Regions from separate parts of the Mus musculus genome. Here region 1 is linked to region 2. The links are chromatin contacts, called in public HiChIP or PLAC-seq maps. All regions are on one chromosome and are shown on one strand. The core of a region is the stretch at or near the end of the contact, and the rest is flanking DNA. Distances in the headings are between cores, read along the strand shown. Region 1 overlaps Xdh (xanthine dehydrogenase). Region 2 overlaps Lbh (limb-bud and heart).

Evidence for each region. HiChIP or PLAC-seq counts read pairs in DNA pulled down with a chosen protein or histone mark.
Region 1: an H3K4me3 HiChIP or PLAC-seq map of bone marrow-derived macrophages shows a contact between it and region 2, with 7 times the contacts expected there. The contact joins two enhancer-like sites. A contact is called at or near these places in 4 of 115 datasets of contacts at active chromatin or transcription factors (T-cell acute lymphoblastic leukemia, bone marrow-derived macrophages, craniofacial prominence and 1 more) and 1 of 9 other capture datasets (embryonic stem cells).

Annotation. Positions count from the first base shown.
Region 1 is chr17:73,891,981-73,897,492 of GRCm38.p6, forward strand. It overlaps Xdh (xanthine dehydrogenase), which reads right to left. Exons shown (of 36, transcript NM_011723.3): 30 at 5,027-5,101; 31 at 3,764-3,816; 32 at 1,620-1,734; 33 at 739-804. Among named protein-coding and RNA genes, the nearest start is that of Xdh, 55 kb to the right of the region's middle. Within about 2 kb of position 1,976, at least 77 of the 459 cell types and tissues checked have an H3K27ac peak or open chromatin away from gene starts, as enhancers often do. A contact at or near this core is called in bone marrow-derived macrophages, where this site is marked.
Region 2 is chr17:72,936,870-72,942,584 of GRCm38.p6, forward strand. Lbh (limb-bud and heart) reads left to right here. Exons shown (of 3, transcript NM_029999.4): 3 at 2,387-5,077. The coding sequence ends at 2,575. Among named protein-coding and RNA genes, the nearest start is that of Lbh, 21 kb to the left of the region's middle. Within about 2 kb of position 2,157, at least 91 of the 459 cell types and tissues checked have an H3K27ac peak or open chromatin away from gene starts, as enhancers often do. A contact at or near this core is called in bone marrow-derived macrophages, where this site is marked.

The DNA.
Region 1 (5,512 bases), core at 726-3,225, 950 kb after region 2:
ATTTTCTACCAGATGCATCTGTCTCAAATTGTGACTCCTCCCTCTCGTCTTCTCCAGCTTGACCTATTCTATGAATCCCATATTTGGGATATTCATAGAAAAATGGTTTTCATTTGGGAAGTTCTTTTCCTACTCATGGTTGAGCTCACGCCTTTTGGCGGATCCCTCTACCACCCCAGTCTTGTTACCATTTTCGTCCTAGAGAGTAGTTTATCTAATCGCTGGGTCAGTGGGCAATGGGGAGGCAGCCAGTTCTTCTGAGCTCAGACCCTACTGCTTAAGCATCAATACCAGTCTCTATTGCCCTTCCCCACTGTGCTTATTCCCAGGTACTCGAATACTCCCCTCCCTTCCCTCCTCTCCCTTCCTTCTATCCCTCCTCTCTTACTCCCTCCCCCTTTGTCCTCTGTGTGTGTGTATATGTGTGTACAAGTGTGTGTGTGTGTGTGTGTGTTACATGTGAGCATCCAATGGTTCCTCACACACTATACTGGTGCCTGGGGCATGTGGCTTCCCTTTCCAGGTTAATCTATGTTTATTTGTTTTCTGCATTGAGAGTTGGATGGATGATCATCAACCTAACTCTTACTCAAAATGAGGTTCCCCAAGTACTATGCTCTGGCCTGCTTAAAAACAATGACATGTTGTGTAGCTGTTGATCTTCAGTTATCAGGGTGGGGATGGGCACATTGCTGGCCTATTTATTCTGTTACCACCCTGATCTCCCATACACCTTACCTGTCCGATATCAATGGCAGGATTCAAGCTGGAACCAACATCCATGACGATATCTGTACGGAGATTCTGTGGATGGAAGATAGTTTGAGAAGAATAGAATACCTGAAATCCCACAGTGTGCTTTGATAACTCCTAGATTGTAAATCCCAATTCAAATACCATGTTCACAAGCACAAAGCCCTAAGCAGGTGGACACAGGGATCCCCACCACATATGGATGGCCATATCAAAGCTGACATTTGAGATCTTAGCAACCGAGTTAAATGCAGATCAGAGCTGATCTCGCCACACATCCACAAATGAGTGGTAAGAGAAGGTCTCCAGGGACTAGGGCTTTGAACCTGAGTCTGGGCAGATCTGCGAGAAATCAGTCAATAAAGTATATTGTGGCTGAATCCAAAGCATGCTTGGTTAATAGAGCCTGTAAGATAATAGCCACATTATTAAATAGCTGAGGGGCTGAGGATATAATTTAGCTGGTTGAGTTCTGGCCTTGTATGCATGAGTCCCTGGGTTTACTCGCCCAAATAAGAAAAAAAATCTAAAAATAAATGACTGAAAAAAATATAGGAAGAAGATACTTGTGGCACAGAAAAAAAAAACTATCTTCAGTTTAAACTTCAGTGGGCGGAAGTAGTCGTTTATGGAGCAGAGTCCCACACCATCCCACACGGCGGCTTTCACCACACCAACAGTCAAATGCTGACGCAGAAACTATGAGGCTCGTGGTTTAAGGTATGTGCTCTGTGGCCTTCATGGAGCAATCCCCTGCCTCTGACGTAAAGCTTATTTCCTAACCAGAGAGCAGGCCTGGGCCAGCCATTCAGATTGCAATCCAACTGTCTTTCTTCTCGTAGGCTAATACGTTGCAAATGTCTTACCTTATGGTCCCCTGTTAAGCAGTCAATTTCTACTTCTGAGCAAGCCACCCCATAACTGAAGTAGTGGAAGGGGTTCCCAGAGTTTGTCTCAAAGCTGTAACCAAGGTTGGGTGTCCTGGAAGAGAAAAGAGAAACGTTTATGTGTTTTAGACAAGCCCACCCCTTTCCATACACATTTTTGCCCCATAAATCTGTAAGCCCTAAAGGTCTTATTTTTCCCCTTAGTCATCCTCCTCCAAAGCCCACACATTTTGAATATTATGAACTTGTCATGAAAATGAGATATTCCAGAGCCTTCTACTTATGTTTAAGTCTTCCAAAGTTGTATGAGTGTTCTGTACAACCTGGCAGCATTTAGCGGAAGCATGCTGCTTTCTGCACTGTAGTGATAACAGAAACAGATATGCTAGGACTCACGGAGGATGTGGAAATCGCTCCCTAAAAGAGTGAGTGAGTGAGCCAATCCAAGGTCCTCAGCACTGCGGCTCTGGGCAGGACAGCATTGTGCTGTTCTCACAAGCTCACCTGATCACTTATTTTCAGGTGAAAGGTCACAAGAGCAGGGTGTCCTACCAACCTGGGTGAAGCCCCAAACAGCCACTCCCCATCTCCTGGCCCCTTCGGAACTTCAACAAGTGACTTGAGGAAAATGTTATTAAGAGATACAAATGTTCTGTTAATGTGTGTTTCTCTTTCAGGGTCTGAGTGCTTTGTCCAATTGCCATAATATACGAACCATATAAACGTGTACTCACATAAAGTATGTCAGCCCTATGTAATTATATATTGTACATACATTCACTATACAATGTATGTTTACTTGAATATATATAACACGTGTACATAATACTTATATACATATAAAATATGCTACATAGAAATAATATGAGCTTACATGACCAGAACTCACCCTTAAACCAAACTAATGCAGGCTGAGGGACAGGACTCAACCCCGGAGAAACTTCACTATCTTTGCCCTCTGACCTCATCTTGTTTATCTAGGTGACTATGGTGGTTTGAATAGGTTTGTCCCTGACTGAGTCTTGTGCTTGAATGCTCAACCGTAGGGAGTGGCACTATTAGGAGGTGTAGCCTTATTGGAGTGTGTGTGTGTGTGTGTGTGTGTAGTACGTGATAACCACATATTCGTTCAAGACATTTTAAAACAAGCTTGAAAAGCTAGCTTTAAGTGAAATTTCCCAGAAACATGGTGATGGCTAGTTTTAATTGTCAGCTTGATACTGTCTGGAGTCATCTGGGCAGAGTCTCACTGAGGGGCCGTTTAGATTGGTCTGGCCTCTGGACATATCTATGAGGGATTTTCTTGGTTTGGTTAATTGGAGTGGGAACAAACCATCCTCAATGTGAGCATCATCATGTCATGGGCTGGGCGCTGGACCGTATGAAAGGGAAGGAGGCGAGCTGAGTGTAAGCAAGCCAGCATGCTTCTTCTCTGCTCCTGATGGTGGATGTGCTGTGACCCAGTCGCTAAGGCTCCTGCTAATGCAGGACCATAACTTAGACTTATGAGCTAAACCCTTTCTCCCATACATCGTTCTCATCAGGGCATTTATTATAGCAATCGGACAGTAACTATAATCGTATCTTTTTATAACTCCAAATGGGAATGGGGGGAGTCTCTAGCTAATCACACAGTGATACAATTTTAAGACTATCAAATACGTATGTTCCCTCCTATGGCTCACTGCACTAACAAAGTTCCACCATACTCTGTATGTTGTAAAGAGACCACAGACTCTAAATCCTCCTGTTCTCCTGAGGGAAAGTCACTATGAAGAAACCCAGTGTTCTGCCCAAGGAAACATGCAGGTTGCCCAGACACATGTCGTGGTGCAGCTCAGTGCCATGTCCTATAGAATGCGGCACAGATTCGCCCTTCTTCTAGGAAACAGCATACTCAAAGGTCTGGAACTGGAGTCTTCTAACACAGCAGTTCCCGTGTTTGTCCCCTCATACTTAGTTGGTAATTGTACATAACGAAGCATCTTTAGACTGAATGAAGTCAGCGTGAGTCCCACTGACATGATAAAGGTTTTAGGGTTGCTGATTTTGTCTGGCCCTGGGCCAACCAGCATTCAGGGCTGTCAGCATGTGAGAGTGGGCAGGATGAGGATCATACTCACTTATAAAATCCAGTAGCAGACAAGCTCACTGCACTAGTGTAGGCATCCATGACCTGAGGAAGACAAGGGGCATCAGGAAGGGACATTTGTGGTAGACCCAGCCCACTACTAAGACATCGTTATTCCCGTATTGCAGATGAGGAAACTAAAGGCTTAGAGAAAACAGTTTTCGACCTAGCATCTATACTAGGCGTACAATAACGTACAATATAATATCTATATTAGTGACTGTGGATGACTAGCCTGTGTCACCTGCTCATAACGAATCCTGGACTACATAGCTGGTAACACTGGACGAAGCTCAAGTTGAGTGAAAGAAAATTATCAACAAGGCTGTTGTGAAGAATGCTCCAATTGCCTGACAAACCTATGCACAAGCCACCAGAATTAAATTAAATGCATATGGTACTTAATGACGTGAATGGAAAGGGAAGTTAAGATCAGACAGGGAGTGGAAAAAGAGTAGACATGACATGGAAGCTTGTTTTCTCTGAATCTGGTGAGATGGGTTGTACTACCATTTAGTTCATGTACAGTCCCATTTTGGTCCCTCTCCTTGGTCCCTCCAGTGTGTGTGTGTGTGTGTGTGTGTGTGTGTGTGTGTGTGTGTGTGTGTGTGTGTTTTGCACTGCTAGAAGTTGAACCTAGGACCTTGCATATGCCCATCCCTTGACTTCTTGAGACAGTGTCTTTCTGCATATCTCAGGCTAGCCTCTAGTTCATGAACTCTCTGTCTCTACATATGATTACAGGCGTGCAATATCTCTAAAAATTCTTTGTATACAGACACATCTAGTCTAGAAAGAATTCAGACAACTAGGCTCGTTCTTATTGAGATTCTCTGTTTTATCACTCCTAGCATCTATTGGGACATCTAGATCTCTCATGGATGACATTTTCAGTTGCCCCAGACTTGAAAGTTGGGTAAGAGGGCTGCCAGGGAAGCCCTCAGAGACATGGAGTTTTAAGAAGACACACCTCACTGGGCCTGATGATATATGTATAGATCCACACCTGAGTGAGCGAAGCCATCATGTGGAGGTGCTTAAGACAAACAATCCATCCTTCCAGGCTTGGGGAGGCCAGAGCTCTAATCTCCACAAGAATGAACTTGTTCTTACCCTGTGACTCAGACAGAGCTCATTGTCTCCAAGTAGGTGACTAGGCCATCATCTCCTACATGTGTTAGGTAGGGACAAAAGCCCTGTGTCACTGATGTACTTTTCCTTTGTAAAAAAGCAGCTTAGACCAGCTCAGACTTACCCAGCTCTCCCAGGAGCCTGAGGGATTCTTTTTCTTGAAGGGCTCCAGTCTTTTCAGTATGGTCTGACAGGCTTCCTGGAGGAACCCCACCAGACACCAGACACATCAGTGCTCTGCCCTCTGTACCAGGTGACACCCAAGCCACTTACACCGCTCAATGGTCTGCACAGTAGGCCACCATTAGCTCTTGTTTAGAGAGCCCTCCTGACACCATGCCTAGGCTGACAGAGAGGGAACTTCTGATGGACACCCCCCCTCCCAGGAGGTACCTCTCCTAGTCTGCTCCTTGTTTGAGGATATATCTCTCATGTGAGAAAGAAGCAAGTATCTGGGATCCTGCTGACCCCATAGTCAAATATCAATTTTAATCCACTATCTTGGATTAAAACTAGCTAGTTCCAGCCCAGGGTAGTATTCCTTCTCAGAATCCACTGCCTTCATTCTAATCCCCTCCTTCTCTGGATCCAACATTCCTGGCTTTGATAG
Region 2 (5,715 bases), core at 907-3,406:
GGGGGTGGGGGAGCTTGAGAGGCCTTGACAGGGGTCATGCAGTGGATGTCAAGGGAATAATACGAATCCAGAGCCAGTGCCTTAGCCCTATGTCCTCAAAGGAATGGACATCCGGGTCCTTTAGACATCTGGGTCCAGGAGCAGCTGATTTCTAGGAATGTAGCCTCTTCCTCCTCCTCCTCCTCCTCCTCCTCCTCCTCCTCCTCCTCCTCCTTCTTCTTCTTCTTCCCCCCCCCCCTTAGGAATGTACAGCTATCTACTTTATACTGTTATCATGGAGACAGAGGCTCTGCTCTGCTATGGCTGGGCTCATCAGCACTGTCTTCCATACAACACAAGCATCGCTTTGCTAACTCATAGTAAAATCAGTTGCTCTGCTTCTGCCGGCCTGGGTTGCCCGAGTCCTTTGTGATAGTCTGTGGCTTGAGAGGTCATGTGTATCCTGGGTCTATCCTACCTAGTTCAGAATGAGATCTGAATGCTAGCTCTGCCTTTTGACCTTCAGGGTCCCGGATGCTTGCTAACCCCGGGGTGGTAGTGCTGTCTCGGTGAAGTCCTATCTGATAGAGCTTTGTAAACTAAAGAGTGCTTTCATCATCGGGGAGCCCCTGCATCACACCTCAGAGCTCATGCTTGGAAGATGCCTTATGTCCTCACCTTCAGGAAGGGGCTCAGCTCCATAAAAGCAAGTAAACGACCCCCCCCCCAACCTAGCTGATCCACTTTCCGCTCACACTCATTAGTGTGAACCCGCCACCAAGTCAACAAGGGCAAACATCAGAGCGGGTAGTGTGACAGGACATGGTGGCCAGTTTCTCCAGACCTCTCTGACCCGCCTGGGTCCAGCCCCTCCCTGGTTTGTTTTCCTTCTGGCAGCTATTACGATACATTTTATGAGCCCTTTTAAGTCTTTAATGATGCGTACTCCTGCAGCTGGCTTAAGGCTTAATCCCAAGCAATAGGCCTTTATTGGATAAATGGTTAATAATCACTGGTCTGTAGGGATTGGGACGATTTGTGAGGCCCGTGATTCTCAGAAGCCCCACGCGGGCTTCCGAGTGCATCTAGGAGATCAGACACCCTGGGAGACCTCAGATGTTCGGTGGGATAAGCATTTCTTCTGCCCTCCGAGTACAGCAAAACAGGCAAGTTTCCAGGATTTCTCCCAACGCCTGTTTCCATCCACTTGAATTTGAACAGACTGTGTGACCTTCAGTGAAGTCCCCTTTCCCCCTCTGGGGCCTGGGTTTCCTGTCTGTCAGACAGAGAGGTGGGAGGAGATGGCCTTGAAGGTGCCAAGTGTCAGTGATCTGGTGAGCCCCAGATTTCCCAGACCAGAGCTCCTCTCTCCTCTTGGGCGTGTCACTGAGGGCTATGAATGGCAAGGGACCAGCAGCTCGGTGGATTAAGTGCTTAGCTACTGGGCAAAGAATTGGGTCAGCTGTAGTCACAGGGCAGTATGTGCAAAGCAAAGCCAGACTTGGCCCCTAGTTTTATAGCCTGGCTCAGTGTTTCGGTCAGCACTGGGAAGGACCCACATAAGTGGACTGGGGCCTCTTCCACGGGACTCTGGGAGGAGATTGGAGTCTTCCAGGTGTACTGATGGCAAGAAGCCAGGACTCGCTCACAGGTGAAAAGGGAAGGCACTGTGGATGCTTTTCCCAGGCAGCTTGTGACTGGAGGCCTTGACTGGATCTGGATCTGGCTTAGACTTGGCAGTTGCGATGAGATCCAAAAGGCAGGTGACACAGGAGCATGGGAGCAAGCACACCTGAGGTTGAGCCTTAGTTCCGTCCAGGCTAGAAGGGCCTAGATGACTAGTTTGCCCAAGCCTGGGACTTTTAACATAACCCGAACAACACTTGATTTTTGACTGTGTTAGTTTAAAACGATGAACGATTTGGTTGTTTATTTCTTCTGGGCACCAATAATTATTCTGGCAGAAATGTAATGTTTTAGCGCCTGCTGTATGGTGTGGATTGCAGGCATTAACTGCTTGCTTATTCCAAAGCAAAGCCCGGCATACCGTGAGAAACGTGATCTTTTTTTATTCTTTTATCTAGAAGTAAAGCACTAGAAACAGAGTTACACCCACCCTCTTGTTCAGTGGTATGGTCCACAAAATTTTAGCTTTAGGATTGGGAAAAAAAATCTGGCTTAGAGATAGTTTTCTCTAGAACGTATTCCCCTGGATTCTGTCTTACACCCACAGTGTTTAGAAGGCAGAACATAATCCTTGGAAGACAGCCAGTGTTCTCTCTCTCTCTCTCTCTCTTTCTCTCTCTCTCTCTCTCTCTGTGTGTGTGTGTGTGTGTAAAGAAAGAAACACGTTTCTCTTTCAGATGTATATATGACCAGATGTCTGCGTTGTTCTTTAAATTTTCAGATCTTTCCGGACCCATCAGACTTTGACCGTTGCTGCAAGCTGAAGGACCGCCTGCCCTCCATAGTGGTGGAACCCACTGAAGGGGAGGTGGAAAGCGGGGAGCTCCGGTGGCCTCCTGAGGAATTCCTGGTCCAGGAGGATGAGCAAGACAACTGTGAAGAGACAACAAATGAAAAGAAGGACCAGTAGAGTCCACGCAGGCTCGCCTGGGTCATGCCAGCCAGCACACCTGAACTGTTTTTCCCATGGTGATGGAAGAAGAGAATGAGCCACAGTCATTGTGAAAATGTCAAACGAGGCTTCCGTTTTGCACCTGAAAATCACCGAGTCGGTTTTCTTTTCTTCTTCTTTTTTTTTTTTTTTTTTTTTTTTGGTTTGTTTTTAAATTCGTTGAGCAATGGAGCCCTCTGACAACTTGCAAGGCTGAGAAAGGAAGTTGCTGAGAACAGGGGTGGAGGGGGGGGTGGGGGGAAGGGGTGCTGCTTCGAAGATCCCTATCTGAACTCTAGTGCCAGAGGCAGTGCGTGCACATGTGTGTGTGTGGGGGGGGGTGCAGTTCGGGCTGAGGGGGTGAGCAAATGAGCAAGAAAGATTTTGGATTAGAAGAAGAACAACAACAACAACAAAACAAAACAAAACAAACTCTACACTTTTAAAGAGAACTACAGCCAGGAAGTGCTGCTCTTTCCAGCATTTGTCCTGGCTACTGGGGCATCTGACAACCAAGTCCTTATCTCCTGCTCTGTTGCTCACAGCCACCAGCCTTTGTTTTCATTTCAAGTGTGTTTGGTCACCCACAGAGAAGTCGGGCCAGGTAAACTGCCTAGGAAGCCAGATGGAGGGATACAGAGGAAAGGAAGACTCCACCACCATTCCCCAGATGCTTCAGGCTGTCAGAGTCCCCAGGGACCTGGGAGGCTTTAAGACATAGTACTTTTGAGTTTTTCTCCCTATTTACCCCCTTCTGCCTCCCAGTATATAAGGGGAACAGCCAGAGCACTTCCTGCCCTTGTGAGGCACTCCAAGGCTGCAGCCTGAATAGGGAGTGCCTCCTCCCACGGTGGATCTCCCAAGAATTCTTATGTAATCTCTATGGAGCAGGAGGGTAGAAGTGTCGGCTTTCTCAGGCCTGCCCTTCCTTTCTCCTTTGGCCACAGCAGTCAGGTGGACGGTCCCCAGCTATGCTGTGGCCTGTCACTGTTCATCTGACCTGCAGCAGGGCCACTCCAATGGGTTTCCCAGCCCGGCTTCCATGGGCGCTAAAAGCAGAGTGTGCTTCTTGGTTGGGAAGCTGGCTAGCGGGCTTCCATGCAGGGGCCTGGGTGGTGCCGCATTGATTCCCATGTGGGAATCAGCCCTCCAGTGGAGCAGCTGTGGCATCCAGTTTGAGACAGTAGCTGTTGTGAGATCACGGCTTCTCCTCTTGTTGCTCCTGAGCACAGGTTGGGAGAAGATACAGGGTGTGCTGGAGTATCCTTGTAGAATAGCAGCCTTTATTCCTTCCCCACTTTACCTGTCTCTGGAAAGGGCAGCAGTTGCATGGGGAAATTAACATTTGGATTTAGCTCTGATCATAGCTCAGAACCTTCTGGAATAGCGGGTTAGAGGACAGAATTTTTAGAGCAGGGCTGTTTGGTCAAGAGGTGGACTTAAAGCCTTCCTTAGGCTTCACTTAGCCAACCAAGGCACTCACAAATGTCCCCTCACGTCTCTTGTCAGTCCAGGTTGACCCCCGTCTTTGGACTCGTTTGTCTGGTTCTATTTAATACCTCAAAGTCAGTGTGGCTCTGGGCCACGTTGGGGCAAGAGCGTGGGGGGTGTGCTGTTGACACGGCATTCAGCAAGGTTTGGTTCTGGGATGCCGATGGTCACCCCCTCCCCCGTCTCTTCCCTCTGTCGTCTGCCTGTGATACACACCGATGGCAATAACTTTTTTCCGGCTCCTTGCAGAAGTGGGAGAGGGCTGCAGCCAACCCTGCAACCAGAGAGCTTCTCTCTCTCTTGCTTCCACTCTGCTCTGTTTTGGCTACAGAGATCTGTTCATCCCACTCCTGTTCCCCCGCAGCGTTTCTCATCCCTCGCCTCCCTTTATGGACAGGTGTCTGGCCTTTTAAATTCCCGTGTTGTGGTGTCTTCTCATCCCTACCCCAGTTATCTGTCTTGGTCTTGCCGTGTGATGGGATGTGCTTGTAAATCCAGTATCAAATCAGCTTTGTGTATATGTGTGTCTCTGGGGTGGCTTCTTCCTTTTGCTGGTCACTAGACTGTGTTGAACAACCATGTGCTGTCTGAGCAGGTCAGGGGCTGACCGCTACAGGCCCCTCAGCGGTTGAGCCTGTTGGGGGGACCCAGCTGCTCTTGGACAAGTGGCTGAGCTCCTGTCTGGCCTCCTCTTTTCCTCCTCCTCCTCCTCCTCCTCCTCCTCCTCCTCCTCCTCCTCCTCCTCCTCTTCCTCTTCCTTCTCTTCTTCCTTGTCTTCCTCCTCCTCTTTCTTTAAGTAATTTGTGTGTATTTCTAACTGATCGTATTGAAAAAAAAATCCTAGTATTTCAGTGACATGCCTGTTGTGAGATGAACCTCCTGTGACTTCTGTCTGTTCTGTATTGAGGCTCAGGGAGAAACTAGCATTTTTTTTTCCAAACTACTTTTTGTCACTGTGACAGTTGTAAATAAAGTTTGAAAATGCTTTCCATTTTGGTTTGGGTTCCTTCCCCGCCCCCCCCCCCCGACCCCCCATTGTATTGGATGGATGGGATGGATTCAGCTCACAAGAACAAGCACTCAGGCTGCAGAGGTCTCTCATGCATCACTATTGCTGGCCTCTAACACTAACTGTTCATAGGGAAACATGAAGAACAGAAAAGCCTGTTCATCCGAGTCCAACATGGTGAATGAATCTATTGTTTTTTTCTTTTTAAGTAGAAACATGGTGAGCCTAACTAAAGTAGTAGACATATCACCAAAAAGTCTCACTCAGTCATGAATGACAACATCCCCATAGTTGAATAAACTCAGTGTTCTCTTCATTCAGCTTTCCACCCTGTGTGTACTCTAACACCTTCAGAGTCCACACACAGCTGGGCTAGAAATACAGAAACCTGGAGGGACGGTGGCTGGAATCCCAGGTCAGGGTATAATGGCCCTGCTCCAGTCTCTTCCTCTGTGAGGAACATCAGCAAACCTGACCTTGGGGGTGACCGTTACACTCAGCAGACACCATTCCACAACTTGGCTTTCATAGTCTAGGAGAGTCCATCTAACACAGAGTTGTCCATCCGACACGGGGTTGAATGGTAACAGGCTTTCTTCAGTGTTCATGGTTCTCCATT